Regions from separate parts of the Callithrix jacchus genome. Here region 1 is linked to region 2. The links are chromatin contacts, called in public Hi-C maps. All regions are on one chromosome and are shown on one strand. Each heading gives the region's core, a stretch centred on a gene start, on an enhancer-like site or on the middle of the called end of the contact. The rest is flanking DNA. Distances are from core to core; before and after follow the strand shown. Region 1 holds the start of NOS1 (nitric oxide synthase 1). Region 2 overlaps NOS1 (nitric oxide synthase 1).

Region 1 (4,795 bases), core at 458-2,957, 73 kb before region 2:
AGAACCCTAAGGCAATGGCTAGTATTGTGATGAACATGATTAACAGCTGTGGAAATGACCCGGCATAAAGTCCAGTCGTGAATGGGACCCTGTCTCTGAAAAAGATGAAAAAATTAGCCAGGCGTGGTGGCACATGCCTATAGTCCCAGCTACTCAGGAGGCTGAGGTGGGAGGATTGCCTGAGCTCAGGAGTTTGAGGCTGCAGTGAGCTGTGACCACACTACTGCCCTCCAGCCTGTAGGAGACAGAACAAGACCCTGTCTGATATGGTTTGGCTGCGTCCCCACCCAAATCTCATCTTGAATTGTAGCTCCCATAACTCCCATATGCTGTGGGAGGAACCTGATGGGAGGTAATTGAATCACAGGGGTGGGTCTTTCCCATGCTGTTCTCATGATAGTGAATAAGTCTCATGAGATCTGATGGTTTTATAGAGGGGAGTTCCCCTGCACACGCTGTCTCTTGCCGCCGCCATGTCAGACATGACTTTGCTCCTCCTTTGCCTTCTGCCATGAGTGTGAGGCCTCCCCAGCCACGTGGAACTGTGAGTCCATTAAACTTCTTTCCTTCATAAATTACCCATTCTTGGGTGTGTCTTCATCAGCAGTGTGAGAACAGACTAATACCCTGCCTCTAAAAAATAAAAATGAAAGTCCAATCATGAGATGGTAGACTTCACAAAGGCAGAAATTTTTGTCAGTCTTGGTCACTGCTATATCTCCAGTGCCTAAAAGAGTGTCTGGTGCATAGTAGGCGCTCAGGATATATCTGTTGAATGAAGAGACAAATGAATAAAATGGAAGGGCTACTTGTCAAAGTCTCATGTGGTCACAGAAAGAACATTCTGATCTGTACATATATGAATATAAGAAATATTTGCCGACTACTATGTGACGTGCTTTGTGCCATACACTGGAGGTTTGATGGTGTAAACAAGACCTAAAGGTAGAGCTCAGTCTCATGGGTAAATCTGACAAATGAACAGGCAATTCTGGAGTCCTCTCTACAACTTCCTGCTGGAGTTCTTTGATTGATGGGGAGCTCATTCCCTCACAGGGCAGCATACTCCTCGATTCTTATAAGAATATTCTTGGCCAGGAGTGGTGGCTCACACCTGTATTCCAAGCACTTTAGGAAGCTGAGGCAGGTGGATCACCTGAGGTCAGGAGTTTGAGACCAGCCTGGCCAAAACGGCAAAACCTTGTCTCTACTAAAAATACAAAAAAATTAGCCAGGCATGGTGGCACGTGCCTGTTGTCCAGGCTACTCAGGAGGCTGAGGCGAGAGAATTGCTTGAACCAGGAGGCAGAGGTTGCAGTGAGCCGAGATTGCACCACTGCACTCCAGCCTGGGTGACAGAGAGATTCCATCTCAAAAAAAAAAAAAAAAAAAAATTATCTTTACCAGAGACACCCACAACCACCAGGGGCCAGGGTGCAGTCACCTGAGCTTAGAGCCCTGTCATCCCAAAGCCTCACTCTGTGCCCAGGCACCTGCCCCATGCCTAGCCCAGGAGGCCCCCATGGCTAACAGCCCAACCAGCTGCCTGCTCCCTTCTCATCTCTGGTTGACAAGCCAGGCTGGCTGAGTCACAGGCTCAGCTTCTCCCAACCCACGTGGGGTCTGGGTCTATGCCAGGGGATGAGCCGCCTGCCAGAGTGCCCACAAGACAGACCAAAAAGGGCCCATGAGCTTCACTGTGGATCAGACTTAAGAACATTCTGGAATCCCATGCTCCAGCTTGGAGCTCCCTGAGGGCCAGATGGCAGCAGACGGGTATGTAATTCTACCAGTGAGAAAACCGGGGCATCCAATGTGTTGGGGGTAACCTGTGTTGCCTGAGAATAGTAATACAATAATGATTATTGCCGTATGTTGTCATGGTTTATTATTGCTATTTATTGTCATGGTTAATTTTTAAGCAGACATGCCTAGCTCGGGAGGCCCCCATGGCTAACAGCTTTGTCTGTTTTGGTCACTGCTATCTCCCCAATGACTAGAACAGGACCTGGTACATAGTAGGTCCTCAGTGAGTTCTTCTGTGGAATAAGTGCATAAACGACAACAACAATGGCTACTTCTATTTGTCAAGCACATAACACAAGGAATTACATATTTATTTTTGTGGGATTTTTACATTTTTCTGTCTCCACCACAAAGGCACGAATGACCGACTTTGTTTTTTCTTTCATTTTTTGAGACGGAGTTTCACTCTTGTCACCCAGGCTTGAGTGCAATGGCATGTTCTCGGCTCACAGCAACCTCCACCTCTGGGGTTCAAGTGATTCTCCTACCTCAGCCTCCCGAGTAGTTGGGATTACAGGCATCTGTCACTGCACCTGGCTAATTTTTTTGTATTTTTAGTAGAGATGGGGTTTCACCATGTTGGCCAAGCTGGTCTCAAACCCCTGACCTCAGGTGATCTGCCTGCCTTGACCCCCTAAAGTGCTGGGATTACAGGTGTGAGCCGCCGCACCCAGCCAACTGGCTTTGTTTTTACAAGAACATTGTTCCTGTAAAAATTATATCCCCAGCACAGTGACCCATGTCTAGCAGGTGCTTGATAAATGTTGAATTAAGAGGCAGGTGCTGAGTATTATCTCATTTATTTTCACGCAGCCCAGGCAGGGCAGGAGCACCTGGGAGCACGTTTTTAGAAAGGAGAGATTGAGACTAGAGAATGAAATGGTTTCTGAAGGTCACACACTTTGTGAGACTCAGATTGGAGCCAGAATCTGAACCCTGTGCGCTTGTAGAAGCTGTGAGCTCCTTGCTGCTGGGTCCCACTCTCCAGCAGTAAAGAGAAAGAACAGGGTTGGGGGCCTTTGGGAAGGGATCCCAGGGCAGAGTGGGTTACTTCGGTACTTCCTCATCCTGCCCTGTAAACCCAAGTCACAAAGCTTTTTCCGTGTGGTGTCCCATTTGGGGTTCACAGCAGCTGCAGCAAAGCCCAGAGAGGTCGAGTAACTTGCTCAAGGTCACACAGCAAGTTGAGCACAGGTCTTCTGACTCTATGTCCAGTGCTCTTTCTCCTAAACCCCAAACAGTGGCTCAAACCTGGAGCCCTAATATAAGCAGGAACACATGTGGGTCAGGGAAGAAGGCTTGAATTTCAGCAGTGGGCTTTATTTTCCCTGGCAAACTGGCCCAACCCACATAGTGGCAAATCCACGTTCCATACTTTGCTGTGTGACTTCGAGAACTGGCTTCCCCTCTCTGAGCCTCAATTTTCTCATCTCAAAACTGGGGATGATATTATCTACTTTGCAGGTGGTGATGAAAATCCCTGACTCCATGTCAGATACAGCTGGTTGTGCATTCTGGCTCTTCTGCTGTGTGACGCTGGGGAAGAAGCTTAGCTTCTCTGTGTCTGTTTCTTCATCTTGCAAAGTGGGTTTATAAATACCCACCTTTTGGGGGCACATGAGATTTAAGAGGGGACAATGTGGGCACCATGCCCAGCCTGGCATATAGTATGTGTCCAATAAAAGATAGTTCACGGGATCCTTTGTGACCGCCATGGGTGGCCTCACGCAGGATCCAGCAGGCACAGCCTGGTCCCTGCAAACCCAGCACTTTCACTCCTGGCTGCCCCCAGCCAGCTGGGGGGAAACCTGAGCTGCCCTCCTCCTGGGCAGACGCTGCCACTGCTGCTGCCACCTCTAAATGTAAGAAAGGTCAGAGCCTGGGGAAGTCAGGGCCGTGCCATGGAGGCAGCCGGCAGGAGAGGAAGGGAGGGGTGGCCGGCGACTGCCTGACTGCCCTCGTCTCTCCCGGGGAGGCCTGAACTGGCCTGGTCTGGGTGCAACCCCCCTGCCCAAGGCTTGGCCTCCCAACCCGGCAGAGCCGCCTCCCAGCCTGCCCCTGGGGAGGGGCCACCTGGTGTCAATTAAACCCCAGTCGCGCTCGGCCTGCACCACACCAGGCGGCTGATTAGTGCCGCTGGCCTCTCCAGATGGGGAGCACTGTCTGAGAGGGGGCGACCGCCACCATGCCAGGGTGAGGCCTTGCCGGAGCTGGTGAGTACCCAGGCGGGGGCTCAGCTCCCCAGGCAGGAGGACCTGGTGTGCCCGGGCTGGGCGTCGTGGGGTGGGGGCTCACTGTGGGGCTCATTTTCCTGCAGTATTTCGGGGCCTCGTAGCATCCCTGACCCCTGCCACCTCAGCCTTACATGAAGGGTACCCAAGGGGACCACAGGCCAGCCCCGTGTCCTTCCCCTCAGGTCATGCAGCCACTGGGGCACCCCAGATAGTGTCAGGAGACCTGATGGGTGAATGAGGGAGCAGTCAGCACAGATGAGGCTTTCGGGTTTCGACTCTGCCCTCATCACCCACAACAGAGCCAGTTCTCCCTGCTGGCCGGTCTGGGACTCTAAGGCCTGGTGCCTCCAACCTGCCAGCCCCAGAGCTCATGCTGTGGGTGGCACCATTGCTCGGCTGGCATGAGACCCCTGCGGGAAGCAGGCGTGGAGAAGCTGCTGTACTGAAGGCTCAGGGGGAGGCCATGCTCTTCAGAGTGCCACATGTCCTAGGGCACTGTTGAGGGCCAAGGAGGGCCCTGGCCATAACCCACAGATGCTTTTAGGGATACCAGGCCGCTCTGCACACTGAGCCACCTCCTGGTTCCCAGTGGGGAGTCGATCCCAGCAGGGACAGAGGAGGAGGTGGCTGCCTGCCCATGGGACAGTTGTGGGCAGGAGGGACAGAGAGGGAAAACTCGCCGGTGCCTCGAGGAAGTGAGGGGACACATAACTCATTCTTGAGCCTGCACTGCTGTAAATGCTAAGCCTCAGCTC
Region 2 (4,887 bases), core at 2,244-4,743:
CTCCTGACCTCAAGTGATCCTCTCACCTCAGCCTCCCAAAGTGTTGGAATTACAGACATGAGTCACTGTGCCCAGCCTGCAGTTAATTCTTTATGGACTTCTTCCTTTAGTGATTGAGTCTTCTGATGGCCTATCATCCTGACAGCAGGGACTGTATTTGTCTGGTTAATCAAGGCATGAGATGGAGCTCAGTGTGTAACATATGGTAGTAGTTTAGTACAGATATTAGCTTCGCTTTTGTGAGTCCTCCAGAAGCCAATTCCAAGATGAGGGTTGGGATGCAAGGAATTTCTCTGGGAGGTGACCTCAGGAAACACAGATAGGAGAATGGGGAAGTGAGACAGAGAAGGAAAGGAGCCAGTGAAGGATCTATTATCAGGCATGGGAACCAATATAGAAAACACATCTCAGAGTTAGTCCGCTCAAGAGGTGTATGAGTATGTTCTCATGCTGCTAATGAAGACATACCTGAGACTGGGTAATCTGTAAAGAAAAAGGTTTAATTGACTTACAGTTCCAGATGGCTGGGGATGCCTCACAATCATGGTGGAAGGTGAATGAGAAGCAAAGTCATGTTTTACATGGCGGCTGGCAAGAGGGAGCTTGTGCAGGGGAACTCCCCTTTATAAAACCATCAGATTTCATGAGACCTGCTTACTATCATGAAAACAGCATGGGAAAGACCCACCCCTGTGATTCAGTTACCTCCCACTGGGTCCCTCCCATGACATGTGGGGATTATTACAATTCAAGGTGAGATTTGGATGGGGACACAGAGCCAAACCATATCAAGGGGCAAGGAAGTATTTGGATGAGTGGATGGATGATGGATAGATGGGTCACTGGGTAGCTGAATGGGTAGGTGAGTAGATGAGTAGGAGGATGGAAAATTGCAAGGCAGTGTTTTTTAAGCTGTGTTCCTGGAAGTCCTAAGACAGGCCAGGTAAGAATCTTGCCCCCTCCTTCGTGATTCCTCAGTAGCTTCCCTTTCACTTATTTTTTATACTGGCTTCTGCATATAATCCCATTAGAAGATTTTCTTCAATGCCCCAGCTAAAACAAATTTGAAGATTACTGATACAGAGAAGTGATTCCCAAATTTGAAAGTGCACCAGAAATCACTGGATTCTTCTCAAAACCCAGCTTGCCAGGTCCCAGGCCCAGGGTTGCTGATTCACTAGGTCTAGAGTGGATTTATAAAATTTGCATTTCTAGCAAGTTCCCAGGTGATGCTGGTCTGGGGAAAGCACTTTGAGAGGTGCCGGTCTAGAGAAATTGTCCTAAATCCTCCATGCAATTGAATTCAGTAGCTGAATTCCTGGGATGTGCTGGCAAACTGCTAGGCATACTGGAGAATATCAGAATAGATTCAGACATGGCTCCTACCCCTCACAGAGCTCCTAATCGCAACACAGAGGCAGGAACCTCACACTAGCAATAATAATAATAGGAAGAGAAGGCGTTACCATTTGTTGTGCATGTACCATGCACCAAAGACTGTGCTGAGGGCCTCAAATCCACTCTCCTTTAATCAGCACAATCCTATGAAGTAGGGATTATGATTTTCCCCAGTTTTGCCAGATGAGAAAGCTGAGCCTCAGAAGGGGTAATTAACTTGCCTAAGATTGCACAGCTAGGAAGTAGTGAAGCCCGGGACTGACTCCGAAGCTTTTACATCACACCATATTGTTGTGCCCTCCCCTCTTCCAAACAATTAGAGAAGAGTCTAAGACAGTTTGCTCACATGTCTGTTTGAATAAATCAAATGTCAAAGCATACGAAGCTAACAGAGCTCTAGGCTGTCAGGCTGTGGAGAGCAAAGTGGGTTCTCTCATTAAGGCTTTAAAAGTCAGGGTGAGGCCAGCAGGATCCCTTTCCATGGTTCTGGGCAGTGTAGGCTGCAAAGCGTCAGCACGCTAGCAGGCTTGGTTGTTAAAGCCTATGGACTATGAGCTTGTCTGATACCCTACTGACTGGGAGCACTGCATAAGCCAGAAGCCTGCCTGGGGATCTTGGTTGTCCCAGCACCCTGGCACAGTGCCAGGCACAGGGACCACCAGAAAGAGGAATAAGTGAATGACACATGTATGCTAGAAGACGCCAGACCATAGCCCTCAATGAAAGCTGAATGAAGGAGACAGATACACCGACAGATTAAAAACAGAAGAGCTCTAAGTGGAGAAGGAGACCGGGGGGGGCCCATAGCACTGATCCCCACCATCCCCCTTGGCTTGCATGACAGGCAGACCCCAAGACACTGCTGGAGAGCCCACGATGGTCCTAGAACAGAGGAGGAAGCTATGCTCCACTCTACCACTCCCTAATTTTATTCATGAAGTTAAGGTCCAAAAAGGGAAGGGTCCTTTCCCAAGGTCACACAGCAGAGGGAGGCTAGAGTTAGATTAAAAAGTCAGGTACCCTGACCCTGGTTTGGGGAACTTTCCAGAACACTGGGCTAGAATTTCCCCTATTCCTCTTTCAACCACCTCCCCATTATCCTAGGGACTGGTCTCAGAATTTGCCTAATTCTTAGAAATAAGTCAACCCATGTCATCTTTTTGCATGTCTGTGGTATGGTAGGGAGGGCAGAATTGTAAGAGATCTCTGCTTTCATTTTGGGGGAAGCAGAGTCATTGGTGCTGAGAAGTTCTGTCATTTAACTCCAGTTATCTGCTGGTCAAGTGTAAGGACCTAGCCCAGCACACTGGGGTGGACTTACCAGCACAGAGTAGCCAATTTAGAAAGAAGACAACCTGCCTCAGTTTCCTCTGAAGAGCTTATTAAAAATACAGCCTCTTGGGTACCATCCTAGATCTACAAACTCCAAATCTCTGGAGTCAGGATCAAGGAACTGGTATTCCCCTTCTTAGGGAATTCTGTTTTTTTTTTTTTTTTTTTTTTTTGAGACGGAGTTTCGCTCTTGTTACCCAGGCTGGAGTGCAATGGCGCGATCTCGGCTCACCGCAACCTCTGCCTCCTGGGTTCAGGCAATTCTCCTGCCTCAGCCTCCCAAGTAGCTGGGATTACAGGCACGCGCCACTGTGTCCAGCTAATTTTTTGTATTTTTAGTAGAGACGGGGTTTCACCATGTTGACCAGGATGGTCTCGATCTCTTGACCTCGTGATCCACCCGCCTCGGCCTCCCAAAGAGCTGGGATTACAGGCGTGAGCCACCGCGCCCGGCCTGGGAATGCTTACACATCTGAGAGTTTGGGAGCCACTATTTTACATCCTGATTAAGACCTCCTTTCCCACCAAACAGCTCCACTAACCAGGCTGAAACCCATTTCCTTGGTCAGAGCTCTTATACTAGTGGCCCAAGTGATTTAATTGGGTGGGAATGCTACTTTGGAAACATTTGAATGTGAACGCCTTTAGGTGGGGCATGTACTCCTCAGCCACAAGCTCCACTGCTCCCTGATGTCTCACACCCAGCCCACTTCATGTTCCCTGGAAGTATGTACCTTCGCAATCACTGGCCTCTCCCTTACAGTGATTTCAAAATGTAAATACTTTGACCAGCCCTTGATACCCCAGTGCCGTTTAGACCATCAGAACTCCAGGCTTAGAGAATTTTCGCAATATGTTGTCTTGAATTGGGTCGAGATGGGCAGGGAATTCTGTAATGAGGGTGAAGGGAAGATCCGAAGGACTGAATTGAGGGTACAAAGAGCAAACCTAGGACTCCTCTCAATGTTCTACTTGGTCCTCTGGTGTGCTTACAACCCCCATTCCATTTCCTGCCTATGCCCTCACATTGTTTTTAATGCCTTCTCTATGTGGACAGATGCTGGGAACCAGGAAATGCAGACAGTCTCTGGGCCGATTCTGGATTCTCAACCCACCCAGGTCAGCGCAGCTTAGCAGGGACCTTGGCTCTGGTCCTGAAACCTGAGTATAGGAAGCGATGGACCTAGCTGGCTGGTCTCCGGGCAAACTGGAAGGCTACAGCGAAGATTTAGCGCGCCATCTGTTGGTTATTTGGGAAACTGCATCTCTGCAAAACGGGTTGCCTAGAGCTACAGGCATCTCCAAATTTGCCAGCGGGTTCTTAGGCAAGAAATTTCTTTTCACCTTTCCAAGATTTCACACTCTTTAAAAAGCCACTGCGCACTTACGAGCCTTCTATCCCAGCAAAATGCACTTGCAGTTGATTTGTATATACTTCCAGGGATTTGGCCAACTTCAGGTTAAGATCTTCTGAGACCCAGAGAGGCCAAGGAGTTTGCTTGAGCTCACACAGCACAGTAGTGCAAGTGCGAAGTCTGAAAGCAGGTGTTCCAGTCACCTATCTAGTGTTTTTAATTCTCAGGCTGCCTCTTCAAGCCTTAAGGGCTCTTCCCTCTTTCTTCTCTGCCAGAGTGCTGTAAATATCTGTGGGAGTCTTTGACATGCCCAGAAACTGTAAGGCTCCTACCTCTCCTGGGGGTTCTGGGCTCTCCAACAACCCTATTCTCCATTCGTTGTTCCTGGGTCCTACAGAAGCATGACCCCGGGCCACTTTAGTGACACCCACTCTGCTCTTAAGAAGCTCAGACCCTGTGTCTTGAACTGGGAGTTAGGACAAGAAACTGATCTGTCACTGATAGGCTGCTGTCCTTGGAGGCTGCTGCTCTTGGATGATTGTCAGACCTTCCAGGATCTTGGCCTCCTCAGTGTAAAATGCTACATTGGAGGCAGCCATCTCCAAGGGCCCTTCCTTACTCTAACTACAAAACTGGTCAATGGGTGCTGTCCTTCACAGCAAGCCGGTCCAAGTGACTTTCCCCAGCCAAACACCCAGACAGGATCAAAAGCTAAATTCCTTTTCAAAATCAGAAGCCCTGGGCAGGTGGGGCTGCTTAAGGGAGGGAGGGGACCTGCATGCCATAGGAACAGAAGGAACAC

What was found. A called contact is a pair of places that touch in the nucleus more often than the background predicts.
Region 1: a contact with region 2 is called in a Hi-C map of skeletal muscle, with 6 times the contacts expected there. The contact joins the promoter of NOS1 here to the enhancer-like site in region 2. A contact is called at or near these places in 2 of 3 Hi-C or Micro-C datasets (both in skeletal muscle).

The regions. Positions count from the first base shown.
Region 1 is chr9:120,477,663-120,482,457 of calJac240_pri, reverse strand. It overlaps NOS1 (nitric oxide synthase 1), which reads left to right and starts at 1,707. Exons shown (of 30, transcript XM_035257768.3): 1 at 1,707-1,776.
Region 2 is chr9:120,406,592-120,411,478 of calJac240_pri, reverse strand. The region is part of intron 1 of NOS1 (nitric oxide synthase 1); the gene reads left to right. Among named protein-coding and RNA genes, the nearest start is that of NOS1, 72 kb to the left of the region's middle. Within about 2 kb of position 3,493, at least 1 of the 16 cell types and tissues checked has an H3K27ac peak or open chromatin away from gene starts, as enhancers often do. A contact at or near this core is called in skeletal muscle, where this site is marked.